Linked DNA regions of Xenopus tropicalis: all the other regions are linked to region 1. The links are chromatin contacts, called in public Hi-C maps. All regions are on one chromosome and are shown on one strand. Each heading gives the region's core, a stretch centred on a gene start, on an enhancer-like site or on the middle of the called end of the contact. The rest is flanking DNA. Distances are from core to core; before and after follow the strand shown.

Region 1 (3,052 bases), core at 327-2,826:
AAGGTCAAGAAACTAATGTAAAAAAAAAACATTATATGACTCCACTGTGTTCTATAAAAGGATTTTAGGCATAGATAAAAGATTTAATTCAAAGATAAAAGATATCTGTCAAAACATTTGGCTTTAAAATGTTCTTATCTGGCTTGATATTTCTGCTGCTAGCATGTATGTATCTTTCAAAAGTATATTAAAATTTTGTACTTAAAGTTTGCTCCTGGTCTAATTACCCATAACAACCAGTCTGATTATTAGTGATTAGAACTGTAAGAAACTTTGCTCCTTTTGTTACATAACCCATAAAGGGGTAATGAAACACAACTGCCCATAGCACCTTTGTACCTGTCAATCCCCTGCTATGTTTTGATCTATTTTAGTTTTTAGCGTACTTTTGTGAATGGGACCACAAATGCACCATTTCCTCAGTTGTATACAGTATGTAGCAACCACTACTAGACAGGGTTGCCAACTACAGAAAAGCACTATTTTTTAGGGATAGATAAAAGGAAATGTGCATCACAAAACCTGGTAGTATTTAAAATATAGGGAATAATGAATCCCAAATGGATAAGCAGGGTAGTGTGATTAATACTGCAAGAAATGAAAGGTTAACAACTCAATAATTGCCAGATTTTCTGTGGATTGGACTCATTACTAGCCACACTATTCAAAAGAGCAGCACCAATCCTAGAAAAGGGAGAAGCAGTAATTTACCTCAGAGGATTCAAAAGCAGCCCTTCTCTATGAATCATGGTTTGATTTTCTTGACCATAGCAATTAATCAATGCCCCCTCCCCATACCTATAACTGCTTATTTGTCAATGCCAGAAGCAGATGAGTTTTAAATGACTAGTTAAAATGTAGAGCTAAATGTGGTTTGCAATAATGCAATCAGATATCCACCATAACTAGAATTGAAAGATTTTTATTTTGATGTTTTTAGTGTTTAAAGACATGAGCAATTTTAGGACATACTCAGCATTCCCCTGGACACCTCCCCATCTGTCTCAGCATTCCTACTTTCATTATCACACATAAGGTTAGAAAGCAGTGAAAAACAGAATGTGTATGTATGTATGTGTGTATATATATATATATATATAATATATTTGTGTGTGCATGTGTGGGTAGATGTGTGGGGCATGAATAACTAAGATAGGGAAAATGTGATTTATTTTGTGAGATATGTTCTAATCATGAAACTGACAATGCATTCATCAAAATCTGTCAATGTGCAGGTGTTTCTCAGGTTACACTAAATATGCTGTCTATGTAACCTTCAGTAGCCTAAGGCCTGGATTTTGCCACTTGCCTCTGTGCAGAGATTACTTAAAAATAACAAGATAAATGGAATTATACACCATCAGACAGATGTAGTGCTTGTAGGTACACTTATACAGGGATAGACTTAAAAACAAGTAGCTTTGCCTGTGGGCTTTGTGTATGAGATGGCTAGCGCTTCAGTTGGCAGGGTTAAATTGCATATTTTATCACAAAAGCAATTAAAGGGGATTTAGGAAGGTTGGGAGATATCACTGTCAGATGACCTTTTGCTCTGGACCTTTAAAATCAAACAGGCTTATTTAGTTACACTTGTAGCTTCTTTGTAGTGCTGCCATACACCTTAAATCTCCCACACGCCTAAAATTTAGTCCCACCCAAATTCCAAAGATCTCTTTTGTTTTCATCAAAGTTTAGACAGCCGCCTGTATTTGTGCTGTTTATATCACAAAGGTAAAGGATTATCATCCCAGCAAAACAACAGTGTTAAAACTATTTATCTCTACAAGCCTAATTTGGGTTCGTTTTGAGGGATGCACAAATTTAGAATGAATTGGGCATTGTAGGTAATTTGGCTATTTAGCCCTTCATCATCTTACCAATTATATGTAAATACCTCAAGCGCCCAAAGAAGCTTATTGTAAATAGGAGTGAAGAACAAAAATGTTCTAAAACTAAGCAATTCAACTTTTTTCACAGAACTGTCAAAGATTTACCTGTGGCATTTCAGTGCACACTGACACATACTGAACATTGCATGACATTTCCCTTGCAGGCTCTTGTGTCTGCTGTGATGCCAATAAATGCTGATTAAATACTGGTGAAATATGTATTTGAATAGGTTACATGTTTTTAGAGATGTAAGGACCCCAAAGGAACCCAGTGCAAAAGTAGCATATGGGTATATTAAAGATGATCTTAAGCCCTAATATTTAGATTTTTAGGACAATTGTTTTCTTGCTTCGCTATTCAGTATTTATAACTACTGTGCAGAGGACTGCCACTGTTTGAAATTACCAAAGGCTGGAATTAGTGCCCTAAATCACTCCAGTGTGATTGAATAGCAGGCTGAGAGATACACAGAGTTACTCAATGCTGTTAATTGGAAGCGACCAATAGCAAATCCTTTATGCAATAATCCTCAAGGGCTCTAAGGCTACAGGGATATTCATAATGGATTTCATTTTGTCCCCTTGACCACTGTTAAATAATACTATAAACATACAGCATCACTGCCACATTCGAACCTATGTAAATTTCATGGTTAATATATGACTTAACTCTTTAAATGCTTAAAATATGAGGGCTTTATCAGCAGTGGTCAAAGTCAAAGCTCAGATCATGTTGTACAATTAGTGTCTGCAAATTATCACAAACAATAAAGTAATAAGAACCATTTTCCAATAATTACTACATAACAAGTAAATAAATCCAGAATGTTAAATTCAAATAATATTTTGGTTTTCACATTTGGTGATCTGGCTGTTGTGGAACAAACTTCCAACAGCAGCGCTTGAGAAGGCATGCTGGGAGTCAAAGTGATGCAGTAGGTAGAGCACTAAAGATTGCCTAACATAACTATGCCTTATACAGCGAGAACAATAGAGAACATCACTCCCTTTTGAATGGTTAATTTGTGTCCTAAATGTTTCCTGTAATGCTGGTGGCTGATCTAGTAAGTCCTACAGATCTGATTATCAATTACAAGATTTTGAATAGCTGGTTTTGATGTTCATGCAGGGTGTGTTCAGTCCTTTTCAAAGCTATAATTATC
Region 2 (3,126 bases), core at 286-2,785, 150 kb after region 1:
CTACTGAATGGTAGTGTGTTGGGGGCATCCTTAATGGAGAAGGATCTAGGGGTTTTTGTAGATCACAAGTTGTCTAATTCCAGGCAGTGTCATTCTGTGGCTACTACAGCAAATAAAGTGCTGTCTTGTATAAAAAAGGGCATTGACTCAAGGGATGAGAACATATTTTTGCCGCTTTATAGGTCCCTGGTAAGGCCTCACCTTGAGTATGCAGTGCAGTTTTGGGCTCCAGTCCTTAAGAAGGATATTAATGAGCTGGAGAGAGTGCAGAGACGTGCAACTAAACTGGTAAAGGGGATGGAAGATTTAAGCTATGAGGTTAGACTGTCGAGGTTGGGGTTGTTTTCTCTGGAAAAGAGGCGCTTGCGAGGGGACATGATTACTCTGTACAAGTACATTAGAGGGGATTATAGGCAGTTGGGGGATGTTCTTTTTTCCCATAAAAACAATCAGCGCACCAGAGGTCACCCCTATAGATTAGAGGAACAGAACTTCCATTAGAAGCAGCGTAGGTGGTTTTTCACGGTGAGGGCAGTGAGGCTGTGGAATGCCCTTCCTAGTGATGTGGTAATGGCAGACTCTGTTAATGCCTTTAAGAGGGGCCTGGATGAGTTTTTGAACAAGCAGAATATCCAAGGCTATTGTGATACTAATATCTACAGTTAGTATTACTGGTTGTATATATATAGTTTATGTATGTGAGTGTATAGATTGGTTAGTATAGGTTGTGTGCTGGGTTTACTCGGATGGGTTGAACTTGATGGACAATGGTCTTTTTTCAACCCTATGTAACTATGTAACTATGTAACTAAATTGCTGTGCCATTTGCTTGTAAAGAAAATGTTCTGTATTTATAATTTGGGTTTACTGTTTCTACTGCTCTGCTATTCACCATGGAAATGTGTATTTTTGCATGCTTTATTCTTTTGAACAGGAGATCATGTAGTGTGCCTTATCAGAGCAACCAATGAAATCTCATTTTTAGACTCCTGTAAATCAGTAGACTCTTGTGGCACAATTGTCATGTTTAATGGCAGCATTACTTGCTTAATTTTACCAAGTGATTACCTGTAAATGCAGCACCTCACAGACAGAATTAACCTTATTATAGGAAAACAATTGAACAACATTGATTCACACAATGCTAATTTAAATGTATGTATGCTATGGCCTTGATTTAAACATGATTCTCTAAGCCAAATAAACTACTACTATCTGTTTTTCCTAACTGTTTAGAGATCTGTGTATATGAAACAATGAATACTTTGCCTTGTTAACCTCAAACCATTTAACAGCACAACAGTGCCAAAAACTGATCTTGCCCATTAAACGTCACTCACTGGCTGTTTCCCTAATAAACAAGGGTGTTTTTGCTAGCTACGTGTAGATAATAATCATTTTATCTGCATTTCAACTTAATTAGGGCTTAATTAGGACTCATATGCAAAGTGGACTGCCACAACAGTATGTGCCTTGTTGTAGGGTCCTGAAATCAGGCTTCAGATCCAATAAACTAATCTTTCTTCTAACTGACTTACCCTCCCCATTTCCACACCTTCAGTCACACTGGATTACAAAGCCTGCTTTTGAGGAAGTTAGAGAGGGCGTTTACAAGATAGAGAGATCGTTTACATCATAAAGACTCAGCTTCTGTCGAAAACACTACACATCTTCAGTGATTATAATTGCAAGCCTGTTTACTGTGTAGCTTTTGTAAATACTAGCTTCCTTGCCAACTAATTACATTTTATTAAACGTGTAGCTGTCTAATAAAATGGCACTGATACAACAAATCTGCACAGAAATTCATTTTTAACTAAAGTCTGGAGCCTGAAATAAGCTTTCTATAACCTATATTCTTGTTGAGCCCCCTATTTTTTTCAGTGACAGAGAAGTGATTACATTTAGAGAAAATAAGACCCAGACAAGAAGGCGAGGATCAAATCCTGTCTTTACTTAGAGAAGGTTAAAAAAAAAGCTGTTTTACCCTTGGTACCAAGACAGTGTAATGTAGAGCATTCAGAACTGAGCTTAAGGCTACACAGGGCTGCAGATTTTTAACTAAATATTAACAAAATAAAGGTCCCATAAAATCCACACCTCCATTCTGATTTTCATTTTTTTATTTCCATTTCTTTGTTAGTCCCCACAAAGTGGCTGTTCAGGTATAATAGGAATAATGTGTTAATGTTATATATGTTTAATGTATTTAGTTATATATATTACACAATGTAACAGTCATAAATATCTGCAAGCTTTTTAATAAACTTATAACTTTGAGTTATAGCGATATAGAGATAGAATACAAAAATGATATATGATAAAGGCTACGTTAAAAATATAATTGTTATTTCTGTTATTATCATAAAATATAGGCACTATGCCAACTACATTCAGTTAAAAATTGAATGCTTTTTATTATACATTTGATCAGTAAATTCTACACCTACACTGCAACCCACGGTCAACAGTTATTCAAGTGTAGTATTATAGAAAAGCACCCACCCTAGAATAATTAGCACAACAATACACTTAAAAAAGAGCATATGTCAGCCCCGTGGTGCAGAGGGCAGATCTTATTACACAAAGAGAAGGCTTTTATACAAACCAGAACAGGCATTTCCATGATACTCATATAGGTTTTTCCCCCTTTTTCCTTTTTCTTGAATAATGATTCCTTTCTAACTTGCTTCTTGTAGCTTTTTATTTTAAAGACAAGAGGCTTGCATTGCCTTCAAAGCTTTCTATAAAATTTTATTCTAATATATTTACTATGTTAAAACGTTTATACAAGCTAATTTAAAATGGTCATCTTTTTAGCAGCTAAAAGCTGCTAAATTAAAGTTGGTGTTGGAAAAAAGCAGGGCAATACAAATCAATATGTAGACAAAAATGTTTAACTCTTATTATAATGTGATGATATTTTAAAAACTTTATTAACTATAGAATTTAGATTTTGGAAGTGTATTATCATTGGGTCGGTGCATATTTTAGAACAAACCTTTTAGTTCTGAACTAACTAAAGACTAAGGCAATTATTTTCCATATAGAGTATACAAAGTGCAGGTTTCAAACACAATTCACAATGTTTCTTTTACTCACAATGAAAATAACTGTGACCACACA
Region 3 (3,311 bases), core at 152-2,651, 170 kb after region 1:
TGAAGCAGCTGGGATAGTCATTAAGGAATAATGTGGAGACGCCCTATTAAAACAGAACTGTCCTAGAACAAGCACTTGTCGGAAGTAAGGCGAGATTTGTAAATAAAATATTAATGAAACACCCTTAAGAATCAGGTCGGTGATCATGGAAAAAACAAAGCTCACTTTATCTGCCCAGTTGTCTGTACAGGCGCAAACAAATTAGATCGCCCCTTGCTTATAGTCGTGTACAGTACATACACACAGTACTGTGTGGAGGACAAAATACTAATATAATTTCATCAAATAATAGTGGTTATGTCCAGCCTCATCATATGTCTTTCTTGTCGGTTTCTGTTAGCATGACAGTCTAATCCCAGATATGGTCATACAGTAATTATTTTTTCCAAAAATCCACGTTTCTGTGAAACAACCGTTACTGTTTTTGTTTTGATAGTGTATTATAACGGTTCATCGTGTGTATATGTTTTGCCTGTTTAATTAGCAAATTAGGATCTTTTTCATTTATGTCACTATAAATCTAAAAGTGACGAAAAGCTCCTGCATTTTGTGGGTGTCATTTCAACAGAACAGACAGATATTCATACGCAGATTTTCATATAATGCTTTGATTTTAGTCACCTAAGAAGCTGCAAATGGCCGTGTGATAATTTTGGGCAAATGCTTTATCCTTTATTATAGTTTCTAGAAGTTAGCACACTGCTTTAATTTGTGAAAAGAAACTCTGATGAGTGTCAGCGTGGCAAACTCAGAGATTCTCAGCTTTAGGCGACGCTAGAACGTCTTTCTATTTTAGTGCAATAGCTCCCTCTATAGACTTATATTGGTACCGCCACACTTCTTACAAATTATTGTAAAAATGCCGTAGTTCAATGCGACAATCAGTTATAACTACAACCTGTAATTAAAATCAACTACAAATAAAAGTCAACTGCAACTACAATCTTATAGTAGTTTTATCGCCTAAAACGGTATTTGTATGACTATACATTTATATGGCTGCTGGATAAAATTAGTTTAAATCCATCAAATTCGTTATTAGAAAGGTGGAAAGACTTATTAGCACCCTGTAATGTGTCACAGAGAAGAAGGACATATGCTGAACTATTTCGATTAGATGCCTGTATATGGCGGCTACAAAATAGCTCATGTAAGCCTCCAATTTCACCCTGTACAATCAAAATGGATATTTAGTTGTGTTAAAGGGGGACTGGCTTTCTAGGGACATCATTATTGATATTTGTACTGTGCCTACCCACTGAATGAGGTTAATTAAGATTTAACAAATTGCAGGCAGAAGGGCGTTACGTTTCTCTTTAGCCTGCAAAACCAGTCTATTCTCTGATGCACTTTGAATTGCTAATTCGTATTTGTATATAGAGCTGCGTCATTTACAATTCTATCGTATGTAAGTACAGTAATTGAATTGCATAAGATTGTATATTTCACCAACAGTCACACAAACACACTCTTGCACGTTGGGATGTCTAAACATTAATTGGTGTGAGTTCCTACACATTAATAGGAGGCCTTTGTCACTTGTGTGTCCATACATCAGTGAGGGCTGTACTCAAATGTATTCCCTGCCGTTTTGTAGCACTTTTCTCCCTCTAATAGTTTAATTAAATTTCCTAATCTTTACTTTAAATACCAGTAATTACTGTACGAATTAGAGCTGATAAACCTGTACAACTTTTTACAGATAGGTAAGAAAGTTAATAAGTGAGTATATTCAGACGGCCACATAATTGCAAATCTACCTATAATTGTATTATTCTTTCTATTTTTTCTGCATTAACAAGGTCGATGGTTTAACCATGCCCAGCTCACATTCATATAATTCAGCACGAGTTTAATTCGGTATACGTTTATTCATGTTAATTTAGGTCACCTTTGGAAATGAATTTCCGTATCCATCAAGAAATAATATTTTGTTATAAATTCAGTTCCTGTGCTCCTCACTATTAGGGAGACATGGCACTGCTGTAGAAATGAATTTAATCGTTTTATACTAGGCCAAAACCTTACTCATTAAATTATTTTTTTATTTGATGGGGCACATATCTCAGTAACAGTTACTGGGCTTTAGAAGTTTATTGAAAATTAATGGAGTGCGATAGAATGTTTTTTAAACGAGCTACAGCTAAGGACTATTTGCCCGCTGCACGTTCTGTCCATAAACGTAGGGCAGATAGCAGCACCCACCATGAACGGAAAGATCAGCCTGACTAGTGTTAAGTTTTACACTTTGCTGGTTCAGAACTTTTAGCCATGATCAATTAATCACCAGCACTTTTATATCCTCTGAAATACGGACAGACTCATATTCATATCTGTTTTAGTGCTCTGACACTGATTAATGTAATATGCACCATAGCTCCGAGAGCAGGTTCTCTCTATGAATCATGCACTATAAAGTTTCAGTCGTCCTTGTAGATTAAAACATTGAAAGAGAAAGGGAGTAGATTGGTTTACTAGGAAAAGTGGCAAAGAGGGTGAGAGGAGGCGAAGAGAGAGAGAGAAAGGCAAAAAAGCAAAGGGAGAGAGCAATCAGGAGGGGTGGGGTTGGAGAAGCCATGTCCTGTAGCTCTGGGCTAATGTTTGTCTGGCAAATGGGATCTGATTTAAATAACCGATGGGTAATTATTGACTATAACAGCCCTTCATTAGTTCAATCATTAGATCTGCCCTGGGAAACAAAGAGAGAATAGATTCCAAGCAGGTGGGCAGCTACACTTGCCTTGTATTCCAGAACATAACTACCCTTTAACACTGTTCCCTTATATAGTGAAAACCCAGCATGATACCAGTGGCAGTTTTACCTAAGGCAACGATGATTTTTTTTAATACAGGCAAAATTAATTTAGTAACGAGCATACACTTCAAATGACAAGATTTGAATGGAGGAAAGAGGAAGGGAGTGCTTATAATTATACTGTCACTTCTCACAATATCTTCCTTGTTGCCTTAGGGTGAGACAGATTAAAAGGAAAGGGGGGGGGGGGAGAGCTTTAAAAAGGCAACAAAAACGAAAGGTTTATGGCACAAGAGAAATTCATTTGGAAAAAAGAAGTAAAAAAAAAAAAAACTCCAACAAAAATGCTGCTAGTATTGCATAAAAATAATATATAAAATAAAAACAAACAATTCCCTGGATAGTCCTGCACTTTTATCCACAAGGTTCTTTCAGCTTGGCTGATTTTTTTTCCAAGCAAAGTTTTTAGCATAAAAAGTCATTTGTGTAATATTGGGATTTTAAAGAAATGCTACAAAAACTCACACTGTTGCCTTTAACTAAAAACAATAAAACA

Evidence for each region. Hi-C and Micro-C count contacts between places; a contact is called where the count stands out from the background.
Region 2: a contact with region 1 is called in a Hi-C map of gastrula embryo, with 2.0 times the contacts expected there. The contact joins two enhancer-like sites. A contact is called at or near these places in 2 of 5 Hi-C or Micro-C datasets (gastrula embryo and neurula embryo).
Region 3: a Hi-C map of gastrula embryo shows a contact between it and region 1, with 2.5 times the contacts expected there. The contact joins two enhancer-like sites. A contact is called at or near these places in 2 of 5 Hi-C or Micro-C datasets (gastrula embryo and neurula embryo).

The regions. Positions count from the first base shown.
Region 1 is chr6:68,035,480-68,038,531 of UCB_Xtro_10.0, forward strand. No RefSeq gene overlaps it. Among named protein-coding and RNA genes, the nearest start is that of irx1, 160 kb to the right of the region's middle. Within about 2 kb of position 1,577, at least 2 of the 11 cell types and tissues checked have an H3K27ac peak or open chromatin away from gene starts, as enhancers often do. A contact at or near this core is called in gastrula embryo, where this site is marked.
Region 2 is chr6:68,187,201-68,190,326 of UCB_Xtro_10.0, forward strand. No RefSeq gene overlaps it. Among named protein-coding and RNA genes, the nearest start is that of irx1, 11 kb to the right of the region's middle. Within about 2 kb of position 1,536, at least 3 of the 11 cell types and tissues checked have an H3K27ac peak or open chromatin away from gene starts, as enhancers often do. A contact at or near this core is called in gastrula embryo, where this site is marked.
Region 3 is chr6:68,205,375-68,208,685 of UCB_Xtro_10.0, forward strand. No RefSeq gene overlaps it. Among named protein-coding and RNA genes, the nearest start is that of irx1, 7.5 kb to the left of the region's middle. Within about 2 kb of position 1,402, at least 4 of the 11 cell types and tissues checked have an H3K27ac peak or open chromatin away from gene starts, as enhancers often do. A contact at or near this core is called in gastrula embryo, where this site is marked.